Linked DNA regions of Cydia pomonella: region 1 is linked to region 2. Evidence: chromatin contacts called from public Hi-C data. All regions are on one chromosome and are shown on one strand. The core of a region is the stretch at or near the end of the contact, and the rest is flanking DNA. Distances in the headings are between cores, read along the strand shown. Region 1 holds the start of LOC133518039 (rho-associated protein kinase 2). Region 2 holds the start of LOC133517979 (zinc finger CCCH domain-containing protein 13-like).

What was found. A called contact is a pair of places that touch in the nucleus more often than the background predicts.
Region 1: a Hi-C map of whole body shows a contact between it and region 2, with 7 times the contacts expected there. The contact joins the promoter of LOC133518039 here to the promoter of LOC133517979 in region 2. A contact is called at or near these places in 2 of 2 Hi-C or Micro-C datasets (both in whole body).

The regions. Positions count from the first base shown.
Region 1 is chr5:19,943,062-19,945,780 of ilCydPomo1, reverse strand. It overlaps LOC133518039 (rho-associated protein kinase 2), which reads right to left and starts at 1,270. Exons shown (of 13, transcript XM_061851599.1): 1 at 266-1,270. The coding sequence starts at 449. It overlaps LOC133518037 (TATA box-binding protein-like 1), which reads left to right and starts at 1,441. Exons shown (of 4, transcript XM_061851595.1): 1 at 1,441-1,711.
Region 2 is chr5:19,005,045-19,007,863 of ilCydPomo1, reverse strand. It overlaps LOC133517979 (zinc finger CCCH domain-containing protein 13-like), which reads right to left and starts at 1,351. Exons shown (of 9, transcript XM_061851504.1): 1 at 644-1,351. The coding sequence starts at 1,200. LOC133517980 (pre-mRNA-splicing factor syf1 homolog) reads left to right here and starts at 1,584. Exons shown (of 2, transcript XM_061851505.1): 1 at 1,584-1,755; 2 at 2,412-2,819. The coding sequence starts at 1,717.

The DNA.
Region 1 (2,719 bases), core at 21-2,520, 940 kb before region 2:
GCAAACCTTAACTTTATTTAAAGAGGCTTCAAGGGAAGACTTATCCCTGAAATGGGGTTTCTTCCAGAATATTTATTAAAGATAAATTATAACTCAATAATATATGATTTGATATGAAATTACGTTGTCTGTTGAAGAAACTTCTCAACTAATGTAATGTACATGATATGTCATTGTTAACAACTCTAACTTTAACAATACATTTGCACAAAACTGTTACAAATTATACTAATAAGGTTTTATATGAAATAAAGTTGTGTCTTACATCTGCTAGTGTAGGCCTCGACGTTCTTCATGCGGCGTATGGCCGGGTGATCGCAGTCGGAGACCAGCGCCGCGACCGTGTCCAGCAACGAGTCCACGTTGCCCGGCGACCGCGGGTCGCACAGCCGCTCCTCCAGCGCGCGGAGCCGCCGCAAGCGCTCCTCGTCCTTCACCACTACCTCCATACTGACACCCTTTCTCACGTCTTCACGCACTAAACGCCACCGCACATTCTCCAGATCACACCACCCACTGATGCCACATCGCGAACCCTCGACGAGTACACGACCTTTGGAATCCACTGCCCGTTTGTTTTATCCGAGATGCACTATTCCACCGCTAAGTTATATTTCATTATCGAAAAGTCGAAAAAATTGTGTTGCATAGCTCAAAATGACAGCAGATAAAGGTGGTTCTCACAACAAAGCATATGCACGTTCGCAAATATATCCTATCGAATAAACGCCTTTCTACTAAATATTATTGATAAACGAACACTAAATAGTAGTAATTATTGGCACAGCTTTAAAAATATTGTCTAATTACGAAATATTCAACCGCTTGACCGATGATCGAACAATATTATGAAGTTAGCTGCAGGTAAGAAGTTCGCAATGGCGACTCAGAGGGGCCACAGATTATAAAATGACTACATTCGTGTTGTATAACGCAGTTATTAAACGATCGGACAATTTACTATAGTGTTAAATATTATTTACATTTTCTGCCCAAAATATGAAATATGTACAATATAATTATATTTCAATCTTATTTGCATGCTTTTGCCGAGGAAGTGAATGTATTATTTCAAGTTGAAGGAGTCTACAAAGCACACTTATATCCAACTTATATCACATGCGATTTTTGATACATTGCGGCATTTAATACATCGATTGAATTTGTTGCACCTGAGAAATTGCTAATGTCTCCAAAACGAAAGCATTTATGGACGTCTGGGGGCCTACGGGGAAAATCGAAATTCGAAAATTGCGGGGATCTTTCTCTTTTACTCTTACTAAGACGTAATCAGCGTGACAGAGAAAAATGCCCGCAATTGACGAACTTCGATTTTTGCGATAGGACTCCAGTAGAGCTCATTAGAAAAACGCATAGACAAAAATCCATTCATTCTTTTATCATAGACATGCAGGATCCTTCATTCATTAAATCCAAAATTCATTTTCATTCGTTCACTTGTCTTGAATGGAACATGGCGGTGCTAGGCAGGATGTGCATAAGTTTTTAATTTTGCATTTATTTTATAATCGAAGAATTTATTAAGTACTGTTTATTAGATGGTGTTTTTATGTGAGTTGAACTAGTTGTTATTGTGCAAGGACATCTAATTACCAGCTCACTTTTATGCTACCTTGACTTTTTGCAATGAAATTTGTTACTTCGCTGCTGGTGTAAAAATAATTGTGACAAATATAACACATTATCTCAGGTAATTGTTGTTTCAATCAATTTTATGATTATAATATATACGGATATTCTCAGATCCTGCCTTTAAAACCATCACCTGTTCAGTTTGAATGGCTCGAATCTGTCCCATTTTATTTTAAGTTTTCTTGTTATTTTGTAATAATATTACCTACTTCTTAGTGGTCTGATATGTTGATGTCATTGAATATTCTGTGAAAGGGGAAGTGATCTCGGGATAACCCTATACTATTTTACCTAACACTTGAAAATATTTTTTCTTTGTACTCTAATTCAATCACGTGTGGTTCAGGTCGTTATGGGGTCAATAACTGCTGACTTCGACTAATTTTAGTGTGATCGCTTGACTGAGAATAATATTGACTATATTATAGCAAGATTTCTTGTGATTTGACTGACAATGTCGTGCATAAGGTATGCGGAAAGAATTTGATGTCCCGTTTCCGAACAGGCCATCGAGTGCGTAGTATTCGCGAGACAAATTACCATGTGCAAGTGCAATCCCGGCACAAGGGCGCAGGTAGGCCACAGGGTGCACCGCGCAGGGTCGGGCGGATGCGGGGCGGGGGCGACGAGCGGGGAGGGCGGGGGGTCCGGCAGTCAGCTGTGCGAGTGTCATCTGTCTGTTATAGTCGCTCTCGCGTCGTGCCACGCCGTGGGAAGTAGCCTAATTGTTATCCCTTCTTCATATCTCGCGAAATTTGATTCTGTTTTGTATTCTATGAGGTATGCAGTAAATGTCAAGTTGTTATCATTCCAATGATACTTCAAATGAACAAGCTGAAGTCAGGAACATAGGACTATTCCTTTGTGTCAAGTACTGTGCTCAGAGTTGAGTTGTGGTTATACTGTGCCTAGATTTGGTATCTGGATAATTTTAGGCCTTCCTTTTGCAAATAACATTAAAGGAATCATTAGTTTTTTCCTAGTGTTTCTTTACATAGAATCTCTAAAATCTTAACAGATTATATTGAACAAAATAAGTAGTTTTTTAAAATTTATTTGATAGAGA
Region 2 (2,819 bases), core at 102-2,601:
TTTATTTAATTAGTATGGATTTTTCTGGAAGTAAACTAACACTAGTTTTAATTTTAACATTCTGAAAAAGTGTATAGATTATTAGTGCCATTTCAACCAAACAATATATTCTTTTTTGCTTGTAATAAGGTGTATTTTAGTTCGGAATAATTCAAATTGTGTGGTCCTTCTGAAAATGGACTCTCAATCTAATATTGATGCAATTATAGGTGACTTGGAAATGGAAAGGAATTACCTGACATTTTGAAGAATTTTAAATTACCCAAATACATTGTATATCATTTGAAAGTTTAATTTTCAGTACATTCTGACTAGTTTAAGCTATGGTAATAAGCTAATAAGTATCATTTACCTATATTTTTAGAGGATTGAATGTTTAACACGGATCGGGTCAAAAGTAGAGTATACATACATATAAATAAGAACTTTGTTCGCCAAATATTGCGTTTAAGTACAGGGCGGCTACCGGGAAAATCGTAATTCGTCAATTGCGGGCATTTTTCTCTGTCACTCTAATTACGTCTTAGTGAGAGTAAAAGAGAAAGATCCCTGCAATTTGCGAATTTCGGTTTTCGCGGTAGGCCCCCAGAACTAGTTTGACGGCAAAAGTTCTTCTTCTGATATTAATATTCTATATTCTCACCGTCCAGAGGAAGAGGAAGATGAGCTGCCATCAGATGACGAAGAAGAAACGCTTGAAGAGCTGGAGCTCCTCGAAGACGAGGAGCTCGATACGGGCTTCTTTTTTTCTTTCCGCATATCTTTTCCAGATTCCATCTTTAACTGCAATTCGAGTTCACGCTGAAGCTGGAGCCTTCGTTTCTCCAGCTCGTCTGTGTCCACACATTCTAGGTCATTTTGATCCCAGTTGTCAATTTCACCATCGGGACTGCGGCCCGACCGGACGACTACTGCCGAATGAAGCCTACTTTTAGCATCATCTTTCACTAATCGTTTTTGTTCACTGTCTTTATTAGCCGCCCGCTGCTTTGAAGGGCTAATCAATGTGTGTGTGGCAGCAAATTTGCAACTTTTACCGTAAGCGCAACTTCCGTGTTGTGCCCACTGTCTACAATGTTCACTTGTTTTTTTTGCACTAGTTTTCTTGGTTCCGAGACGCTCGAAAACACTAGGTCTGTTGGCTAGGTCTTTCGTTTTTGGAATTTCGACAGTAATTTTTCTTTTGCCTTGTTTTGACATTATAAAGGAAAAACATTGGTCTCACTTGGAAACGGAATTAAAATAAAAGATATTCCCCGGCGTCCGACAATCGCCATTCGCCATTGTTGATTTGGATATATTTTTAATTTGATGACCATAGACTAAGGAATCATTCTAGGTGTTGAATTATAGCGGTTCCAATAATATCTCAAACAAATGAATATAACGGTCCTTTACACGCACTTTAGGGACAAATATTGTTGCATGATCGATACGCTCTAAAATAGTTACGTTATTTGGATTAACATATTATTCACACAAAACTCGAACTGCAATTCCATTGTTTAAAAGTGGAATATTTTATATATGTATTACAACTTTTAAAATTTTGCAATGAAACGGTTTCCGCGTACATTGACATGAAACTGAATGCGTGTGTTGTCCTAAAAAAAAAGATAACTGTCATTGTCATACACACAAAGTGATGTTCCGAGTTATTTGTCGGCTTGTGTAACTTAAATATTTCAGATACATTTCAGGCCACATTCTAGCAAAATGCCTTTACTTGACGGTAAAGAGATTGAAATATTTTTTGTAAGTATTCTACATGATATATAGTTTTCATATACGTTTAATAAGTTTTGTTCAAGTTGGGTTGTAACCTCTAGGGTTATTGGTCCATGGCTATATTATATTGGCTATTAGTACTAAAGGTCTAGAATCTAGATAGAGCTACCTAGTTGTGGAAGTAGTTTCTTAATCTATATCATCAACAGCTATAATTCCATCATTACATCAGCTGTAATCCCATCGTTTTTTTTTATTCTAAGAGAGATTGATTACTTGTTGAATTTATCTTTGCACTACGGATGTTTTGGCTCCAGATTTGATAGGCTAATTGTTTTTGTGGTTAGTTGAACACCAATATTCTTCTGAAGTTAAGTTTCTTTTTCTAAAGTAAATAACTGAAATTTCACAATACACAACAAATACTGTGGCAATGTTACCACTTCATTTTATGATACAGTTATTATTATTAGCTAAGTAAAATGTTAAAATTTAATGACTACCACTATGGTTACTTCACATAGTGCAATCAGACTTGTGATGAACTGATAGTGTAGTGAAGTGTACATACATATGAATACTTTTGAAGTTATTGAGCCATGAACATTTTTAAAATTAAAGTACTTAAGTAATTTTAACTTACTTACACCTTAAGCAATTAAAAATAGAATTTGACCTTTCAGAGTGAAGAAGATTTACCATATGAAGAGGAAATATTAAGAAACCCATTTTCAGTGAAACATTGGCTTAGATATATAGAGCATAAAAAAGGTGCACCCAAACATGAGATTAATATGATTTATGAAAGAGCTCTGAAGGAGCTGCCTGGGTCCTTCAAACTGTGGTACAATTACCTAAAACTCAGAAGAGCACAAATAAGAGGACGCTGTATAACAGACCCCTGCTATGATCATGTGAACAATTGCTTTGAAAGATCATTAGTCTTCATGCACAAAATGCCAAGGATTTGGATGGATTACTGTACTTTTTTAACTGATCAATGCAGGATAACAGTGACACGAAAAGCATTTGACAGTGCTTTACGGGCATTGCCAATTACACAACACCACAGGATATGGCCTCTGTACTTG